Regions from separate parts of the Triticum aestivum genome. Here region 1 is linked to region 2. A link is a contact called in public Hi-C data. All regions are on one chromosome and are shown on one strand. Each heading gives the region's core, a stretch centred on a gene start, on an enhancer-like site or on the middle of the called end of the contact. The rest is flanking DNA. Distances are from core to core; before and after follow the strand shown. Region 1 holds the start of LOC100137000 (retinoblastoma-related protein 1-like). Region 2 holds the start of LOC123156339.

What was found. Hi-C and Micro-C count contacts between places; a contact is called where the count stands out from the background.
Region 1: a Hi-C map of leaf shows a contact between it and region 2, with 2.8 times the contacts expected there. The contact joins the promoter of LOC100137000 here to the promoter of LOC123156339 in region 2. A contact is called at or near these places in 3 of 5 Hi-C or Micro-C datasets (all in leaf).

The regions. Positions count from the first base shown.
Region 1 is chr7B:237,062,389-237,068,623 of IWGSC CS RefSeq v2.1, forward strand. It overlaps LOC100137000 (retinoblastoma-related protein 1-like), which reads right to left and starts at 4,949. Exons shown (of 18, transcript NR_189139.1): 1 at 4,639-4,949; 2 at 3,830-3,934; 3 at 3,617-3,744; 4 at 3,435-3,531; 5 at 3,279-3,325; 6 at 2,913-3,108; 7 at 2,720-2,786; 8 at 2,366-2,548; 9 at 2,064-2,257; 10 at 1,102-1,972; 11 at 819-954; 12 at 652-724; 13 at 391-567; 14 at 148-298; 1 more.
Region 2 is chr7B:236,886,267-236,892,682 of IWGSC CS RefSeq v2.1, forward strand. LOC123156339 reads left to right here and starts at 3,931. Exons shown (of 5, transcript XM_044574471.1): 1 at 3,931-4,106; 2 at 5,235-6,058; 3 at 6,227-6,385. The coding sequence starts at 5,246. It overlaps LOC123156803 (chitin elicitor receptor kinase 1), which reads left to right. Exons shown (of 11, transcript XM_044574988.1): 6 at 16-109; 7 at 191-342; 8 at 420-514; 9 at 610-748; 10 at 2,009-2,107; 11 at 2,216-2,694. The coding sequence ends at 2,380.

The DNA of each region.
Region 1 (6,235 bases), core at 3,699-6,198, 180 kb after region 2:
CACCAACAAAGGCTTGACGGTAGGAATAAATACTTCGTTGTAGAAAGTGATGATATCAACATGGTCCTCTCCTATTTTCTGTCAAGAAAACAGTTTATCAGACACTCCCTTCAGAATACCAGCCAATTGAAAAACGGGAAAAAATACCTTGAACAATTAAAACAAGGTGAAGTTTTACCCCACTGCGGCTCCTTGATGGCCAATTAACATAAACACTACGGAAAACCTGTGGCTTGCATTGAGACTGTTTTCTGTAGCTGAAAATAATCTCCTTGAAGGTAAGGGCTAGTTGAGATATCTGTGAAAAAAGATATATGGACAGTAAAATAATTGTAGTGAGCAAGGCCTTTATCTGAAGGTTTTCCAAGGACAGTGGTAATTTAAACATACCTTTGCAACTCCATATATGCAGCACAGTATAATCTGGTCAATGTGCCTGTTGAAAAAAAGAGCGGTTTGTTGGCTGATAATTTGCTGGACAAGGGAGTATACTCGCTCCAGAATTTGCTGACTAAGTTGCAATCTTTCACAGAGACATTTGATTCTAATGGCTGCAAGTTTTGTTATCTGCAGGGGGGCCAAAAAGGGTACAGTACGATCAGCAAGCATTTTAGTGCATCACATTACATTGCATCAAAAACAAACACCCACCTTGCTCAAGAATACACCTATTCCTGTCTCTGCGCATGTTTCTCCTCCTGCTGCCGGATTAGGTCTTGTTGGGCTGCAATTAAGAACACAGAAGGCAAAGTTTCAGTTTAGCATCTCGCCTCGCTAACCTGAAGAGTTCACAGAGGAATCAGGAAGAAATGTTAAACCTTGCAAACGCCGATTGAAGAGGAGGTAGAAACTTTGATTTGATGACATCCTTTACTGGTGATCTAAATGAGTTGTCCACCAACACATTTCTCCTTTCAGTACATGCTCTTTTGGGCGATCTAACTTCATCTTTATCTACAGAAAATATCATTGACACACAGGAAGTTTAGTAACTTCATATACCAAGTGGGAAAGCCCTAAAAATGCTACTCAATTAGCAGCACAGATTCGAACACGTGATATAACAGGCATATGTTAGTGGTGACTTCCCAAAACTGCTACCTGGTTGCTTATGAAATGGGAGAGGTGGAAGGCCACCCAGTGAAATATCATGATGCACCGCAATAGCATCAAGCGAAGGCATTGGTTCAGCCAGTAAACCTAGCCGGTTTATTTCTGCAGACAATGTAGGTCTAGCAACAATTAAGGAATTGTACATTGAGGAGCCTTTCTCCCATGCCATGCTTTCCAGAAGTCGCTCCTCAAGTGAATTCAAATGACGCTTCAACTCTCGCGGAAGTGAATCTTCATGTCTGACAAAGCTCTCTATGACTTTGCTCAGATCGAAAGCTGTTATGCCAGTTTTCTCCAGCACAGCTGGGAACATCATTGTGACTGTCTTGTGAGTGGCCAGAACTAACTCAGCAGAACAGGCAATCATACAACGATGGAATCGCTCATTAGACAGAAGTGACGTAAGATTGCTCCCACTCAAGATCTGTGACTCTGCTCTGCACATTGACTCCAGAACTCTATAGTACAGCTTAAGAGCTTCCATTTTCCTTTGCTCTGTCCAGATAGCATCCATCCCGCTTGTGTTTCGCAAACTAGTACACATACGCTCACCAAAAGAACTGCCTGTGAATATGGCTCCAAGTATAATGGCAGCTCTGCATATGATGTCATCTGTTACATCCTTATCACATGCAGAGAAGAATCGCAGCAACTCCCCAGAAGGTTTGGAAGGGAGAGGCGATATTGTACTTCGAAGCCACTTGGCAGTCGTCATGGCTGTGCTCACTGGGGTGAAAGGAGCCATCTTTGAGTTGCAGAAGCTATTTCCATTAGGTGACGGACAGAAACGTGGAGGAGACATTGGGGCTCGACTTGCTGTTGATTTGGTAGGTGAGGCCATAACATCATCATACTTTCTCTGCAAGATCACAGATAATTAGGTTAGTAAAGATCAAAGCTTTTGAGCTATGGAAGAATGTAGGAACGGGCATAGGCTCATTAGTAATTACCTTTGTGCCCGGCAATTTAAGGGCACCTCCTGACAGACTTCCACTGCCAAGCAAACTGTCCTCATCATTAGCAAACATCCGTGCATCTAGTTCTCCCTTTGTATCAAGTCCATTCACATATTCCTTTTCCAGGACCTGCAAACTTGATTTCAATGAATCTTCCTCGAGAAAATTCTTGAAAAACGTCAAGCCCTCTGCGTCAAAGAACAAAGTAGCTGTGACATTGGCCAACAAAAAATTCATGAAAGACAAACATAGAGTCAAAACTTTTAAGAACTTCTGTTTGCAGCCCAGACTCATACCTGGATCAATAAACGATAAACTGCCCTGCTGGCACTCTGAAACATCCGAGCATGGTTTCTTTTTCAAAATATCCTTTATGAGAATGTTTGTCTTCTGCAGTGCTTTGCTCAACTCATCTTCTGAGGTAAGATATCTTTCACAGAGGGATGCAATAAGATTGACTCCCTTATCTGACTTCTTAGCTGATTCAAATCAATATAAACAGCATCCATCAGTTTAAAGCTGTAACTGCCAATGGCTGTGTGCACCAATCGATGCAGAGGCTAGAGTTTAACCTCCTTTTCAGATAAAAAGGATGTAGCTGCCAAACAAGCTGAGCATGAAAACAGTCAAAACAAAGAGGGAATCATTACCAAAGCAGGACGAATCCTCGATGCTGAAGTTCCTTAACCGCACGGGGATATGAATAATAAGCACAGCCTGCAAGCAATAATTATTCAGTGTTTACAAGTTAGACTAATATCATACACGGACATTTTGTCTCGTTGCATATGAAGAGAAGATCAGGCGACACATGTGAGATAGATCATAGTAGGGAGTCCTTACCAACACAGAAACCAACTCAGTTGTGGATGTTAAAAGATTCTTCACGGCGCTTGATGCTTGGTTTCTCAGAACTAAGAAGAGTAACCATCCAAAGTCATAATATTCAGAAGCTTGTTGCACGTTTAGCTCTGAAGAATTATTTGCAGGTTTGCCATCATTTAAGAGGAATAGCTCCTGGTATGCGCGCCTGTAATGCCTGAACAAGAGAAACATCGCTGCCGCTTGTCAAACACAATACTAGTTCATAAATGCTCAAGACCAGGAAAAAACTACAAAAAAGAGCGATGAGTGCAGCAGCAAATGAGCTAAGATTCAGTGAACAGAGTTGCGATGTGGGCATTTTAGGTTACATGCAGAGGAACTTACCGGCCTAGGGAGCATAAATGGACAAGATTGGCCTGCAGCTCCTGTAACTGAACACAAAACAAATAAATGGCATTAATCAGTAAGGGATGAACACATAATATGTGTTTCAGTTCTCAAAACAGGGGATAAGCCATTTTTGTGTGCATAATTAAATACCTCAAGCCTCTTCTCCCAATCTGAACCATAGAGACCAGTCAGAATGAATCCAACCTTTATGCAGAACTGAGGCATCTCCTTGAAAAAATCAACAATCCTGCAGAGCATCGACAGAGATGAGAAACAGACTAGCTAAAGCAATTAACTGAGAACTTGGTTAGAAGAAAAACTGCAGTGCTCACTTGAGATCGAATGCCCTCAAAATCTGGCGCAGCGTGATGCCACGGTCTTCCTTGGCCTTCCCTGCGTTGCCGAGCTTCGACACGCAGTAAAGGACACAAGCGCACCAGGACCTCTCAATCTCCTCGGGCTATTAAGCACAAGAAACACAAATTTTAGCTGCAACTGTACATGAGAACATGGCACGGTTTGTGGATGAAGACGACGAGATTTACCGATCCACTGCCCAAGGATGACATGCTGGACAGCAGGATGATCTTGGTCTCCTTAAACAGCTGCATCGCCTGCCTCGTCGTGCTCTCGTCGAGCACTAGCTTCCTCTGTTCGCCGGCAAATAGAGTAGTTGGCAGGATTAGATAATGAACAAAAACTCAGACATGGAAATAGCGCACAAGATGGAAGCTTGTAGTCTGCCCTAAATCATGGTCAAAGATCAGGCGGAATAAACAATTTAATACACTCTGCCTGCAGGTAAATGTCTATGGCTACGGATAAAACACAAGTTCCAGTACAAGAGATAGCAGTACAAATTAACAGTAAAGGGTGAATTTTTCTAAGATTTGGAGGGGGGTAACCACAGGCCACAGAAATTAGCCGCCAGAAAATCATTCGCCCCAAAAAGATGTCGCCAAGATAACAGCACCGCCGCCAGAGGATTTGAAAGCGATAAGCGCAAAATCACACCGAACCCGCAGAGGAATCTGAAGGGGCGAGAAGACAATCTAATCCAAGGGGACGAGAGCGCAGAATCCTAAGGATCTGGAGCATGGGGGCCAAAAAGATGGCAAATTTCCCCCCAACCAATCGCACATGAAAAAGATAAGCGGGAATCGAATCCAGCATATAGAGCGGGAGAAGATGGGGTCGAGACCACAAAATTTGAGAATGGCGCAACGCCCGCCATGATTTCTTGTTGAATCTTGACGGAGACAATCTAAGCGGGGAAAGTAGCAACAGATCGGCACAAAGAACTGAACCCCTGGTCCAAGAAGGGGGGAGAAGGCGATTGACTGGGAGCCCGTACCTTGCAGACATCAGCGAAGCGCTCCTCCATTGCGGCGGCGGCGTTGTTGCTGGCGTTGGCGCCGCCGTTCATCCTGCCCAGGGCCGTGGACGTGGAGCACGCGGTGACCCCCGACCCCGACCTCGCGGGCTGAGGCGCGTCTGCTCCGTCCATAGGCTGCCTCCCCCAGTAGGACCTCCGGAGACGTACTCAATCTGGAGGCTACGGACTCCGGCGAGCGGCTGCGGCGGGGAGAGTAGGGTTGTTGCGGTGGGGCGGCGTGGCGGAGAAGGGCGTGGGAGGCAGGGGAAAAGAGGTGGGAGTGCGCGCCAAAAGAGAGGATTTTTATGTCCGGTGCGGCGGCTGCGCGGTGGGCCCGCGCGGGGTTTTGGCGGGAGAGGCGCGACGGAGATGGCGGGAGATCTGCCCTGCCCTGGGCGGGGCGGGCCCTGTACGGCGGTGGGCGGTGTCGGATCCGCGGGCACGTGCGGCTCGCGGGGGAGGAAACGTGTCCGGCTCGGTCTCAGTCTGGGACGGTGATGAGAGGCTTGCGATGCACGATTTATACAGTTCCGTGCTCCTTCGGGGTTCAGTGCTGCATACTACTACTACACTCTGTACCGATTTCACGGATGCCGTTGAATTACTAGTACCTACTCCCTCTTTCTCATCAAAAACTAATAATATAATAAAGTACCTCCTTCTCATCATCAAAATATGAATATAAAGTGCGCTTCACTTTTTCTGGTCTTTACCGTACAATTTTGACTACGATTTTTACTTATTGTATGTCTACAAAACTAGTACTTAGACATATGAAATGAAATTGTTTTGCATGACAAATGTGAAGATGCAATTTACAAAAAAAAAATAGTTGAGAATCAACAAAGAGATGTTCAATCCATGCACTTTATACTACTCCCTCCGTCCCATAATATAAAAACATTTTTAAAGCTAAGACAGTTTGACAAAAGTTCTTAAATTATGGGACGAAGGGAGTATTAATGATCAAAGTCATGCATCGAAGATCGTGTAAAGTCAAACTTATCTTATATTTCCGGAAGGAGGGAGTATAACATAATAATAGTAGCATGTACTATATGTTGTGTCGTTATTTCTTTTAACAACTCATACGTGAGTGTGTTGCAACAGCCAAACAGGTAAGAAAATTAATGTGTTCATCCAAATGTTCATTAATGCGGCACGACAACATCCGAACGGCTCACCCGTTCACGCCCATAATGCGGCACTACAACATCCGAAAGGTGCGCCCGCATGTGGCATAGAGGTGCACGTCAAGGTCTAGGAAAAAAAACATATCGGTAAAAACTGCTCAATGTGTTTGCTTTTCTCTAGTAACGGAATTAATTACAATGCACTTTCTCTCTTAAAAGTTCAATTTGGTAGCGTGCGGCATGGACAACGAAACGGAATACTCCCTTTTATCAAATTTATTGGATCAACTGGCGAAGCTTGAAGCTCATTGATGGGCATGTTGAGCAAGCCGAATAGAAGGAAACAACATATGAGCTAGTGTTTCAAGGTCCACGAATAAAAAACGGTTTGCTTAGTCATCCCTCCTTTCTTCTTTGTTCATTAACTAAAGCTTGTTTGCTTA
Region 2 (6,416 bases), core at 2,681-5,180:
TTCAATTTCATGCAGGTGCGCTTGATTGGTTATTGCACGGAGAGTTCTTTGTTCCTTGTCTACGAATTTATCGAGAATGGCAACTTAAGCCAGCATTTGCGTGGAACTGGTAATGTTCTGCCTCCCAAAGTATTGACTCTGCCTTTTCTGTTCCTTCCGGCGAATTAATCTCTCCGCGCATTTGTGATAGGTTATGAGCCTCTTTCTTGGGTTGAAAGAGTTCAGATTGCACTAGATTCAGCAAGAGGTCTTGAGTACATTCATGAGCATACCGTTCCAGTGTACATACATCGGGACATCAAATCCGCAAACATCTTGATAGACAAGAACACCCGTGCAAAGGTAGGAATGATTCCAGGAGAATTCATGTGTTTCATATGTTCCGTCCACCCTTGATGTAATATTTCTGTATCTTCCAGGTTGCAGATTTTGGTCTAACAAAACTTACAGAAGTTGGTGGTGGTACATCTTTGCAAACACGTGTTGTTGGTACATTCGGTTACATGCCTCCAGAGTAGGTGTCCTGAACATCTACTTGTCGTTTTGCTAACCACAAAGTATTCCCTGTTTGCGACGAATGTTGACATTTATAGGAAACGGTGCTTGCAGATATGCCCGATACGGTGATGTTTCTCCTAAAGTCGACGTCTATGCCTTTGGTGTTGTTTTGTACGAACTTATTTCAGCCAAAGATGCCATTGTCCGATCAACTGAATCTGCCAGTGATTCAAAGGGATTGGTTTATCTGGTAATTGTGCTGCTCAGCCAACAAGTTACATTCTGCTTTTGATGCTTCATAAAACTGCAAGGGTACCTGTTTTGTGTGTCATTCTACTTTGTTACTTCTGGTGACATTAGTTAGTTACAGAAGGTCAGATTAATATGGATGTTCTGTTATCCCACAGTTATGCTTCCGAATCCACCACGTACAGGTTGACTTTGGAGTGAAATGCGCCATTAGTCCATTAACTCAAAATGAATGCACACTTTAGGCCAATAACCCGGAAAGTGATCAATTTTGTCCATAAACTCGTTTATTTGATCAAACAAGGCCAAAACCGATTAGGGATTGCCACGTTGGCATTGCTTGGATCACTCATAAACTGACTTATTTTTTATAGGTTTTGTTTTGCAAGATTACATCGGTCTGCATTTAAACTAATTATAGGTGTCAACAGCTCAGGTACAAGCCTGCTAACCAACAGAACTATAAGCTGTTTGTGTAGGCCTTGTTTAGTATTGGTTTTTTATTCTTCCTATTTATTCGGTCAGTTTCCAGAAAAGATTAATACCACCAGTTGCATTGTGTGGGATTTGTACCCACGCTTGACTAGGGAAAGAGTGGCCTGCCGACCAGTAAGGTATTAAGTCATTTGTGTGCATTGTGTTACAACAAAGTATATATTCTCTGCTCCTAAGCTTAAATACGTACACATGAACAATAAAATCTGAAAAGGTAGTACAGTAGTAAATAATTTTACATACTTTGTTGTAACACAATCTCACTTATGATTCAAGATCCTACTGGTCAGCAGGCCACCTTTTCCATAATCAGGAACTGACGAGCAAATAGAAAGAATAAGGAGCGATTTAGTAACCAATGGCTACACAAATAGTACCTTATAGTTCTCTTGGTTAGCAGGCCTATACCTGAGCCCTACGGCGTGTGTTTGAGTCATGCATGGCTCATATTTTTTACACGGCAGTTTCAATATGAACGCGGGTCGATGTAATCTTGCAAAAAATTCCCGTAAAAATTTGTCGGTTTATGAACTGTCCAAGGAATGCAACATAGCCATGTGGATGGTTTTTTCTCTCTCGACTCAGTTTTGGCCTTATTTGATCCAATAAACCAGTTTATGGACTAAATTGGTCACTTTCCGAGTTCTTCTGCAATCACTTTGAGTTAATGGACTAATGGCGCATTTAACTCTTGGCTTTGGGTCCTTGCTGAATTTATTTATCTTGCTTGTTTGATGACTTTTATCATACACTGAAATATGTATAGTTTGAGGAGGCTCTCAATGCACCGGATCTGAAGGAAGGCCTCAAAAGGCTGATCGATCCAAAGCTAGGAGACGATTACCCCATCGACGCCATTCTCAAGGTTAGAAAAACTTGCTCGGGCACAGCGGTTCCATCGCATATATCTTGCTTTCGTTGCGTGGTTGGATTAGATATATGGGATAAAACATCTGTTGCCTTGTGGCTGCAGATGACGCACCTGGCGAACGCATGCACACAGGAGGACCCCAAGTTGAGGCCGACAATGAGATCCGTGGTGGTGGCGCTGATGACGCTGTCCTCCACGAGCGAGTTCTGGGATATGAACGCCCTCTACGAAAACCCGGGCTTGGTGAACCTCATGTCCGGGAGATGACCTCCACATGCCTCCCCTGGCGTTGTACATCGGGGTTCTACCGTCAAATGCGGGACGATAAGGCGGTAGTGACAGCCTGACAGCGTCGATTTATTTTGGCTATATCTTCGACGTGTAATTTCCCATCGGTATAGATTCTTTTTATTCTCCTTTTATTTATGCCCGAGTTCATATTTCTCTTCTTGGATACCTTAGTGCCACGTTCATGTGAGTTGTATGTGTAAGTCTCAAGTGTAAGTAAATATATGTACGTACGTGTTTATTTTGACATGGCAATGGAAATAGCTATAGGCCTTGTAGAGGTAAGTGATTAATCCTTGTGTGGCAATAATCTTGGCAGCGGATGCGTGGAGTCTCTTTTCCTCAGTGGGAACTAGGGAAACAGTATAGGAAAGAAATATTGGCAATGCACTAATAATAGTACTCTACTTGATTGCTCCGTTGGCTGCTTGCTCCAGTAGCTTTCTACTGCTAGCTCGTCGGCAATCGGTCGAGACGTTAGACGTGTGATATTGGCGCTACGTGGAGATATAGTCAAAGGTGTACAGTGCTCGTCCCGGGAACACACGGTAGATTAGCGTCAGCGGTTTTCCATTTTCTCAAGCGACTTTAACTTTCTGTTCGACGTTGATGGTTAATCTGATGATTCAGGGTGATTAGACTGCAGGGCCTCAGACCGTTAAAATATCTTACTAGCAGGAATTACACACGACAAGTTGATATGACCGAGTTGGTCTAAGGCGCCACTTTCAACACACATTGTACCCTTCTTTTTCCTTGGCGCAAGATGAGATCGAAACTGCTCTACAGACGACAGGCGGCAGCCAGGCTTCCAAAACGTGGTACTGACACCGCCATGTATGTCGGCGGTCCCGGGAGCCCAGTCCCACACGGCCTCAACCACAACGAGTTCCACCCTACGCGTGCATGTTTCGATCAATGGCTTTAAATAAGGCTGGTATGTGCCCCCTTGTCTTCATTAATTTTATTATTATTTGTTATTGTGCAGGATATTTCTAAGCTGGTTATTAGGCACTACACCCGCCCTGATTTATTGGTTACCTTTGTATTTTGTGTTAAATTTTAATCATATATTTCAGTAAAATGTTAGTGCATGTCATTAAAAATTATATCACTGGTTTCATGTTTGAACTAGTTTTCAATGATATTATTTGTTGCGACGTGCAATAGCATTTTGTTCATTAAACTAAAGATTAAAATTTAGCATAAAACATAAAAACGATTAATAAACTAGGACGAAGGTAGTACAGTGTACGTAGTAGCGATACAATACCCGGTTATTTTCTTCATATGTCACCTCAACACTGGCGGTGAGGATTTGCTATCGGGGCCTGCCAGTCCTAGAAGGAATTTTTTTGTTGGTAGTAATGCAAATTTAGCGCGACTGTATTTACTCAAAATAGGAAGAAACAATAGATTCGCAAAAAGAGAGTCCAAACACTATCCGTCCAGCATGGTCACAGCTTCTAGAAAGAAGAAAGCGTGAACCGGCTCGCCCGCGTTCATAACTTCATCCCCATTCCCTCAAACGAGAAAAAAAAATCATCCCCATACGCAGCGACGCAAGCGCTGCCGTAAGCGCCCGACGCCACGTGGCCTCGCCCCGCACCCTATAAGTTCCGTCGGCCACCACACCAACCGTACAGCCGCAGCTCCCCCGCCTCCTCCTGCTCGCTCCTCGGTCCTCTTCCGTCCCTCCCTCCTGGTACGCGCCGTCCTCTTCCTCTTCCTCTCCCTCTGCTTCTAGCTCTGCTCCCTTCCTCCCTTTGGTTCCTGCGCATTCACGGCCCGTCCCATCGGCTAGGGTAGCTGCGGCGATGAATCCTCTGATTTCCCATCTCTTCCGCGGTATCTTTTGCTGAATCAATCAGTAAATCCACTGGCAGAGAAACTTTTTCGTCTTTAGATGTCCTCTTGTCCCAGTCCCGAGTATGACTGCGATTCGCCTTTCAGGAAAATGTTTGTGATTCATCAAAAAAGAAAAGAAAAAAGTACTGTATTTTGATTTTTTTCTCTTCTTGTCGTCCTTGTAGTATTTATTGCTGCTTGTGTGCGACACATACATACATGGGTTACTGGTGGTCAAGAGAATCAAGCCTTTCTATGTGCTTCTTGTTCAAGTCAAGAATTGGGGCTTGATGCACCTCTCAGTTCTTTTATCAGTAATATATTATTTAAAAGAAAATAGAATATCGTTAGTGGTTGGAAAGGTTCAGAGTTTCTGTTGCCTGACCATATCCAGTTCCCCTTGTTAGTGACGATCTCTATGTGGACAATCAAATCACTCTTGATGCTTACTTGAACACTATATATATAGGTCACCTGTGAAAGCTACTGTCTTCTGTATTTTATTATCGAATTGACACAGGGGAGATTACCACGAAGCAGGCTGGCGTACGCTCCTTGTTTATTGGTTGGATTTTGTCTTGTCAAGTTACTCAAGTATTCATGTGGATGCTGCCTTTCTTGACATGCCTAGTACAACTTTCAGCCAGTTGCTACCTTCCTTGCTCTTCAATGGAATATACCTGACCTGGGAGCTTTCACACTCCTCGACTCGTCGTACAAGTTACTGAATAGTCAGCTTGCTTCAGTAGTGGCTACTAATGGTTCATGTCATGGCAGGCTTGTCTTGAATTAATAAATCTGGTAATGAACATAAGTTTATTATACTGTATCAGGTGTTGTTAGCTGAATTTTGTTATTCATAATTGCTAGTTGCTATAAAAGGGCTTTTCTGAATCAAATATATAGCAGAAGATTCTCCATATGTTGGTTTGCTTCTTTTTCTGCATGATGCTACTTTCTTCTGATAGATGGTCGACTTTTGCAGCTGGTGACAAGATGAAAATGGCTGGCTCTGCTGTGCTGCTCATTTCGCTCCTATCGGCTATCGCCCCCCTACCCTCTGAAGCCCTCAACGTGGGAGGTCATCTGCTGAAATCAAAGACGTTCCGTTCTCCGCCCATCTTACTGGGGCCTGGATCAGTCTCAAACAAGTACTACCATGACGTCGACTTCCCCCGAGGCCACCTTGCAGTCAAGAGCTTTAATGCTGAGGTCGTCGATGAGAATGGCGTCCCTGTCCCGCTCCATGAGACTTACCTGCATCACTGGGTTGCAGTACCATACTATGCTCTCAAGGACAACCAGAGCTCTGATGCGCAAAAGGTTCCCGCAATGCTTAAAGGGAATGATGGAGTGTGCAAGAGAGCACTAACCCAGTACTTCGGGCTCGGTTCCGAGACTCGCCACACCGCCACATGGGTTCCTGATCCTTATGGAATTGAGACCGGCAACCAAGAGAAGGCCCCTGAAGGCTATGAGGAGAAATGGCTGCTCAATATTCATGCCATCGACACGAGGGGCGTGGCCGACAAGCCTAGCTGCACCGAGTGCAAGTGCGACTTCTACAATGTCACAATTGATGAGTATGGGCGCACAGTCTCGAAGAACTACACTGGTGGGTTGCTTTGCTGCTATGATCAGACCCAGTGTCGGCTCAAAGCAGGGTTCAACGCCGAGGTGCGGAAGGTGTTCTTGCAGTACACCGTGACTTGGCTCGACTGGACTGATGCGGTGGTGCCTGTCAAGATCTACATATTTGACGTTACGGATACCGCTATGCTCGACGGGACTCATGAACACTCTTGCAAGGTATGCAAATACTTCCCAGTTGCCACAACGGTGGCAACTGTTTCAGAGTTTAAAACTATCCTATTATTCCAAATACACAATCTTTTTTCTTTCCTTTTTACGGGTATTCAAATACACAATCTGAGAGCCTTAGTAGGTTGGTTTATGAACTAAGCCATTGATTTACAGGTTGAGTATCAAGTTGAGGAATGCAGCGCGGAAAACCGAGCCAACAATGAGTGCATCCATACTAAGACTACCAGAGCGGTCTTGCCGCGTGGAGGAGATATCGTGTACAGTGTTGCACACCAGCACTCTGGAGGAGTCGGTGCTTCTCTGCATGGCCAGGTAATGGATTAGCACCCTGATCGCTTATCAA